2 separate regions of the Gossypium hirsutum genome follow, and region 2 is linked to region 1. Evidence: chromatin contacts called from public Hi-C data. All regions are on one chromosome and are shown on one strand. Each heading gives the region's core, a stretch centred on a gene start, on an enhancer-like site or on the middle of the called end of the contact. The rest is flanking DNA. Distances are from core to core; before and after follow the strand shown.

Region 1 (3,706 bases), core at 480-2,979:
ATCCACTCTTAGACTCAAAGGCCAAACTAGCCATACTCAAAGAACATTGTACCGGTCTTGCAATAAGGGAATTGGACGCTGGTAATAAGCCTTTCTATCCCCAAAATAACCTCTCATGATCCTTTCTCTGTCATTCTCCCATGCTTTTACTGCTCCCCCGACTTTTAACATTTCAGGTCATTGTCCCCATGATGAGCAGCCACAAAAGGTGAATAGCATCGTCTGTGAATGGGTAGTAGCTGTTGAAAGAAAACTAACTGCAAACTCTTACTCGTAAGCACTTGGCATTCCTTCCAAAATAAGCCTCATTTTCTATTCTCAGAGCTCTGGTTCGTTAAATCCAGCTTACAAAATTGCTAAATTTGAAATTGAAGAATCTTTTATAGGCTAACATCTTACCGATTCAATTTGAAGTTAACGGTAATACGTAAATCCTTGAAGCCGATTTGATTCATTATTTTAGAATTTGTGAATTCTGATAGGCAATTTGTGATGTTTCACTATAGTGCCAGTCAGTCCATGACCATGGCAATGTCATTGCCATTTCTTTTTCTCTTTAGTGATTATGATAGGATGGCATCTAAAGTTCATGTTTATAGTTCATGTCATATGTTCTTTTGTATTTTTGTGTCGTAATCATGCTTACAATATTATACACTTAGATTTCAACACGTTAACAATTCATGTTATATAAATTTCGATATGTTTGTAAATTTGTGTTCATGGTATTGATTTAGTATCGTTATGTTGTATCGTGCAATTTTATCGTGTTTAAGTGAAGTGGGCTGGGCTTATCATGTTTGGACTGAGTTTGAGTTGTGAATAGGATGAGCATTTGATTAAGTCAAGTCGAATTGAGTGAAAAAAAAATTTGTCGAGTTGATAATTCCTTGTCATCCTAACTTGATTTGAAATTTTTTTTAAATTGAGTTGAGTGAAATGAAAATCGAATCGAAACAATAATTTTTTTCAAATTAAATTAAGAAAAATTAATGTGGCCATAAAATTTTGTTGACAATATGACTAAATTTCGAGTTAAACATATATATATGAAAACTCTTTTGAAACAAAACAAGAGAAAAATAAGATAATTAGTATGATAAATTTGATTTAATAATTTACTTGTTCAAGCTTCAAATTAATTATTTTGGATTTTTTCTATAAATTTATATTTTAGCATATTTGTATTTTTTTAAAGACTTTTTAATAATTTTAGAATTTTTAATTTTTTGAATATATATATTTATGAATTTTGGAAAAAATATTTCATAAATGTTTTGAAGAATATTTTGACTTTTTTTAAAAAATTAAAGAGATTAATTTGCATATTTTCAAAACTGTTAGGTATTCGAAGAGTATTTATATTAATTTATTATTCGAGTTATTTGAGTTGTAAATATAACTTATTCAAACTCAAAAAAATTAATTATTTATTCGAGTTGATTCAAAAAAATCGAATAACTTATTCGATTGAATTAATCTAAAATTCAAAACAATTAAATTATTTTACTCAAATCGAATTTTAACCACCTTTGAAAATTCTAATACAAGTCCAATTGGCCCTTTCATTGTTTTGAGTTCATAAAAAGGATTAAGCTCGTTAATGTCGATTGTTAGGGTGGCAGAAGGAAAAATAAGAAAATGACGCCATGACTCAACCACTTCTCTTCCAAGTCCTGCCATATTATATAATAATCTCACGACAAGAGCATGTCAAGAGCACGGCCACTACATGGGACAATGAGACAAAGGCCGGCCATTCTCAGCTAATAACGCGCATTCCTGCTCCCGCTACGTCTCTTTGATGTAAACTGAACCAAACTCGAATAGTGGAAAGCTTAAAATGTTTAGTTTGAGTTTAATTAAATATAAACTTTTAAGCTTGAGATTTAATCGGGTTATTTAAATTTGAGCTTGATTGAATTTATTTTTTAAATTTTGTATTCTTGATTAAATTTGAACTCGATTAACCTTGTTTATATTCAAGTTTGAGCTCACTTGTATTTAAACTCTTTTTATAAGGTAAATTAAACTTAAGGTCATTAAATTATTAATAAGTTTACGTTTTGGTCACTCAACTCCGAAATGTTACAAATTGGTCATTGAAATGTTTGAAAGTTTCCATTGAAGTCATTGGGCTATTAAATCGTTGTTGCGTGGCTTTTTTTGCACTGCTTGCACCAAATAGAAACTCTTCTTCCCTTTCTCTTCTATAATTTAGTTTTTTTTTATGAAACAGCTTTAAACATCGCGAATTTACAAACCAAAATTCAAATAGCTTTCTTCTTCGATTTCTAACATTGACCATGAAACCGATTTGGATCTAAGGTGTTTTTTTTCTCATTGATGTGCACTAATTAGACTTAGTCATGGGCCAAGCCACCTGCCTAGGCCCAAAAACCCGCCCAAAAAGTGGGACGGTTGGGGAAAAATTATAGGCATGAAAAATAGGCTTAAACAAAAAAATAAGGCCCATTTTTTAAATAGGGCAAGCTGGGTCAAGTTTGGGTTTAGCATTATTAATTTGGGTAGAATTTTAGATTCGTTTTCTAACATTTTGCAACGACCCGACCTAGCCTATGATTAAGTCTAGTACTAAACCACCATACAAATTGTCAAGCCATTGATTAGAGCTCACTAGCCAAACTTTGAAAAAAAACAAAACTCAAAAATTCAATAACTTAAATGAATATTTTCAAATAATCCAAGGACCAATTTGTAATTTTTTAAAATTTTGTGACCAAAACATAAATTTACTAATAGTTTAGTGACCTCAAGTGTAGTTTACCTTTTTATATAATAAAAGTAAAAATATAATTTCATAATATAAAAATATATTAAAATAAAATGCTTGATTAAGCTTACAAAGCCTTTCAAATCGTGTATTATGGTACTCAAATTCAACTCAATCGATAATTACTTTTATTGATTTGAATTTTTTTCAAACCGAACTTAAATCGCTTACCATCGCTCTATTTTATTTGCATCCCTATTCCAAACAAATAATATCAAAACCCATGCCCCTCATTACCAAGTTAGTCACATTTTACTAAAACTATTAATAAAATTGAAAAAAAAAGATTTTAGTATAAATAAAATTTTGTAAAAATATTTAAATATCCTATTTTATAATTAAAAAATAATAACATCTTCTACATTAAGTAGTAATAAATGTTATTCTTTTTCTCACTGAATACTTGATCATTCAAGTACAGAATTTATAATAAATATATAGATATAGAAAGTTTTGTCTTCATTATTTCATTTCATTTCCTAGCGAGGACAGTTGTAGGAAGTTTGGACTTGCATATTTGATCTCCATTATTTCATGCTTACAAACCGAGTCTATTTTTAATATTCAATGTCCTTTTAATTTTAGGAGTCCTTTTCATATCCTTTCCCTTTAAGAAACCAAATTACATGTTTGCAACATCAAAACATCCTTCAAAAAAAAGATCAAACTCACCAATTACGTATTAATTGTTGAAAAGGATTTCTATAGGGACAACCATTGTTACCCTTTAATTAGTGGCAAATCCTCCGAAATTAACATATATATATTTTATGAGAGTTAAAATGCAGTTTTACCATTGTACTAGTTTATGTCTTCATGATTTTTAAAAGGATTAAATTGAAACTCTAGCAATTTTAAGAGGTTAAACTGTAATTTTACCATATTAACTTATAATTTTATAAATTTTGAAGA
Region 2 (3,541 bases), core at 297-2,796, 83 kb after region 1:
CTTCAAAACCAAGACACCCGTGTGAGGATTGGGGAGTGATTTAATTCTGAGACATTGATTTTCTTTGAAAAAACTAAAGTAGAATTAGGTAAAGCCTTTATTATATAATATTTTCAAACAAAAACAACAACGATGATGATGGAGAAAATAATAAATTTCAAAGAAAGGAAAGATGTGGAGCTGGGGTACCTTTGACAGCGCCATCACCATAGATTTGGAACCTATCAAGGGGTGGTAGAACATCTGCTGGATGAGTGTTGTCATGGTAGGGCCAAGCAGCAATGGAGTTGCAGCATATGTAACTGTACGGGATCCCGCATTCCTCTATCTGCCTCCTAATCTTGCTCTTTTGCTCATACATGGTCAGCCCCGGCTCCACCGGTTTCGCCCTATCTATGTCATGACCAAATTCCGACGGTACAAACCTCTGCAAATATATATTTCATCCATTAAAATAGTGCCTTATGAATCATGAACTTTATGCAGTTTTGGAGTCCTTGATCTTGCATTGCATGCAGGCCCAACCTTAAGGTAGTTTGGGAGTGCGACCACCAAGGCCTAGGGCTGGAAGAGGCCCAAAAATAAAATTTTCAACTTTCAAGGTAGAAAATAATTTTCAACTTTTTAAATTTTTTGACGTACACTTTATTATAGGCAGGAAAAGAAAGAAGAAAAGGGTCTCCAATTTTTTATTTTATTGTATTATATTTTATAAATTTTTAAAAAGAGTCTCAATTTATTATTTTACCTAATGTCTCAAAAATATCAAGAGTGGATCTGATTGCATGCTATCACATGACATAACACACAACCATATATGTTGAGCAGAAATATACCTTCACAGTGTTTACATTCTTAATAGCCTCTATTAGACTGAGCTGGTCCAAGATGCTCTCCCCTCCTACAGCAGATATTACAACTTCTATCTTATATTCTCTCAGAACTTTCTCCATGAATTCTTGGTCGGTGATAGAACCCTGTTATAACATTTTCAGTTCTTGCGTAAACTTGTATATAATACATAAATGTACATGTATGTATATGCATAGGTATTGCTGTATAGAACATGATTTTGCCTATACAAATATATATATACATGCACAAAAAGAAAATTTCTTGAAAATTCAAGGATATATAAATACGAAGAGATGCCGAGAAGAAAATGGTAAATTACATATATAACGATGGCTCCTTTGTCTTGAAGAAACTTAATGGTGGAAGCTTTGGAGGGAGAGTTTGAACTAGAGCGGACTAAGATATACGTTGGCCGGCCTGAGTCTAGACAGGCCTCGGTAATGAACCGACCTATGAACCCACTTGAACCGATAACTACAGTCTGACCGGCCTCTGACTCATTTGGATATGAACCATTCATTTGTGTTGATTTCATAATTGCTTGCTTTTGTTTTCAACTTTAGAAATTTTGGGGCACAAAAGGAAAGTAAGGAAAGAGGGTGAGTAAAAAGAAATATCCAATTGTGTTTAAATAGAGGTGAGCGGTTTAAAGGGTGGGTAGAAAATCGCGATGGCGCATTGATAGCTCGAATTAGGAAGGGAACTTTTACCATTCTCAATTATATATTTAACCAATGGCTTGCTTGCTTTGTTGTGTTTTTCTTTTAGTAAAATTATGCTATTAGTCCCTATACTTTTTGAAAGTTATGGATTTATTCCTTTTACTTTAATTTGATCATTTTTAGTTTTGTAATTTTAGTCTTGACCCAAACAATAGCATTTAAATATATTTGGTTAAATACAATTACTAGTTTTGCACTATGGGTATAATTATAGATTTAGTTCATATTCTCCAATTAGATCATTTTAAGTCCTAATACTTCTCAAAATTTGAAATTTCAGTCTTCACAAAATTGGCAGTAATGAATCCATTAATTGAATTTTTAGAAAGCTATATGTGAAAATAACAAGTTGAAGTGACATTTTAAGATTTAGTAATTACCGTTTAGTGAGGATTGAAATTTTAAATTTTAAAAAGTATAGAGACTAACAGCAGAATTAAACCTTTTTGCTTTTCTGTTTCGGTTTCCATACCACCGCCTTCACCTTGTTTATGATCAAGGTTGTTGACATCGGTCTTAGTCTGCCTTTGGGCACTCTCAAGGACCGTTCTTCATTGTAATATGCTTGCTTGTATGGCCACTTTTTTATGGGAATTAAATCTTGACCCGTATGTTTCTAAAAAAATATTGCATTTCAAGTACTTTTGATTTTTCCTTCTAACAATTATCTTGGAACTTAGGCCAATAGCAATTGATTAGTTAATGTGTACTTAGGTACGGTACTATATTAATTTCCAGCGTAGAAGTGGTTGTGGGTATAGTTTGTAGAACCAAAAATCATTAAATCTCTACCTATGCTTGTTGGTTAAGTAAAATGAAGTTTAATGTGTGTTGAGCTCAGGTTCAAGTTATGTGGATGGAAAAAATAATATTGAATTTGTTTTTCTCTAATTTAGAAGTTTGATGAATCTCAAATTAAAGTATAATTCATGCTTAATGTGAGTATCAGATATGTGGATGTTTAAACGATTATTAAATCTTATTTCCTTTTTCTCATAATAATTAGAACTCAAAAACCAATTCCAAGTACATATTTATGTTTTACTTTTTTTGGTGCAAATTTAATTTTATAAATAGACCAAACTTTTTACATATTACACATTTTTTAAAAACAAAAAAATAATAATTACATATATTATAGACATAATGATAAATTTAGTCTTTATTGTTCATATTTTTTGTCAAATTGATGTTTGCCTACTTAATAAAAATTTAGTCAAACTGGTTTTTTTAAGATGAAAAAGTTAATTAAATCATTCAAATTTTAACAACATTAATTAATAAAAATTTTACAAAAATAAATAGAAATATTTAAAATTCAACAAATTTCAAAGTTCATAAAAGAATTTTTAAAAAATAATCTATGTTAACAGTGAAATACACATAAATTATCAGGTTAATGTATTAAAATTAACATATTATTTAATTTTTTTATCTAAATTAAAATAATTTAATTAAAATTTGAAGGTTAGGATAAATTTATTTCTATACCTACATTATTATGTGGGAAGAATGGGTAGATCTCAGTTAAAATATGGTTTGATAGTCAGGTTCTTGACCAGTAGATAAGAGTCCTTTTTGAATTTTGGGTTCTTTTGGCGCTAGTCAACTTACCAAAAGCGATTGATACTTGAAAGTTGAAACTTTCTAGCTACTTCAAATAAATACTTATGTTTATCTTCGAATTGATTGAAGTTGCAGCTGCTCCCTTTTCGTTGGTGACAACTGGTTGATGTTTAAAGCTTAATTTGCATTATTGTCGCGGCAATGATTTTGATTTTTTTTCTTTAATTTTAACAGTTAATCTATTTGAGTAAATTACATTTAAATTCGTTAAATTATACGTTTTAGTTCTTCAACTTTAAAAAATTATAAAATTGTATTTAAATTATTTAAATATTTTATTTAAGTCTTTGAGTTGTTAAAATCAATGTTATATGTATTTTCTGTTTACACCATTTACT

The links. A called contact is a pair of places that touch in the nucleus more often than the background predicts.
Region 2: a contact with region 1 is called in a Hi-C map of leaf, with 2.3 times the contacts expected there. The contact joins the promoter of LOC107931042 here to the enhancer-like site in region 1. A contact is called at or near these places in 5 of 34 Hi-C or Micro-C datasets (callus and leaf).

Annotation. Positions count from the first base shown.
Region 1 is chrA12:108,169,297-108,173,002 of Gossypium_hirsutum_v2.1, forward strand. LOC107931059 reads left to right here. Exons shown (of 14, transcript XM_016862844.2): 13 at 1-81; 14 at 177-713. The coding sequence ends at 277. Among protein-coding and RNA genes, the nearest start is that of LOC107931059, 5.7 kb to the left of the region's middle. Within about 2 kb of position 1,730, at least 2 of the 9 cell types and tissues checked have an H3K27ac peak or open chromatin away from gene starts, as enhancers often do. A contact at or near this core is called in leaf, where this site is marked.
Region 2 is chrA12:108,252,324-108,255,864 of Gossypium_hirsutum_v2.1, forward strand. It overlaps LOC107931042 (leucoanthocyanidin reductase), which reads right to left and starts at 1,547. Exons shown (of 5, transcript XM_016862817.2): 1 at 1,175-1,547; 2 at 837-977; 3 at 190-427. The coding sequence starts at 1,390.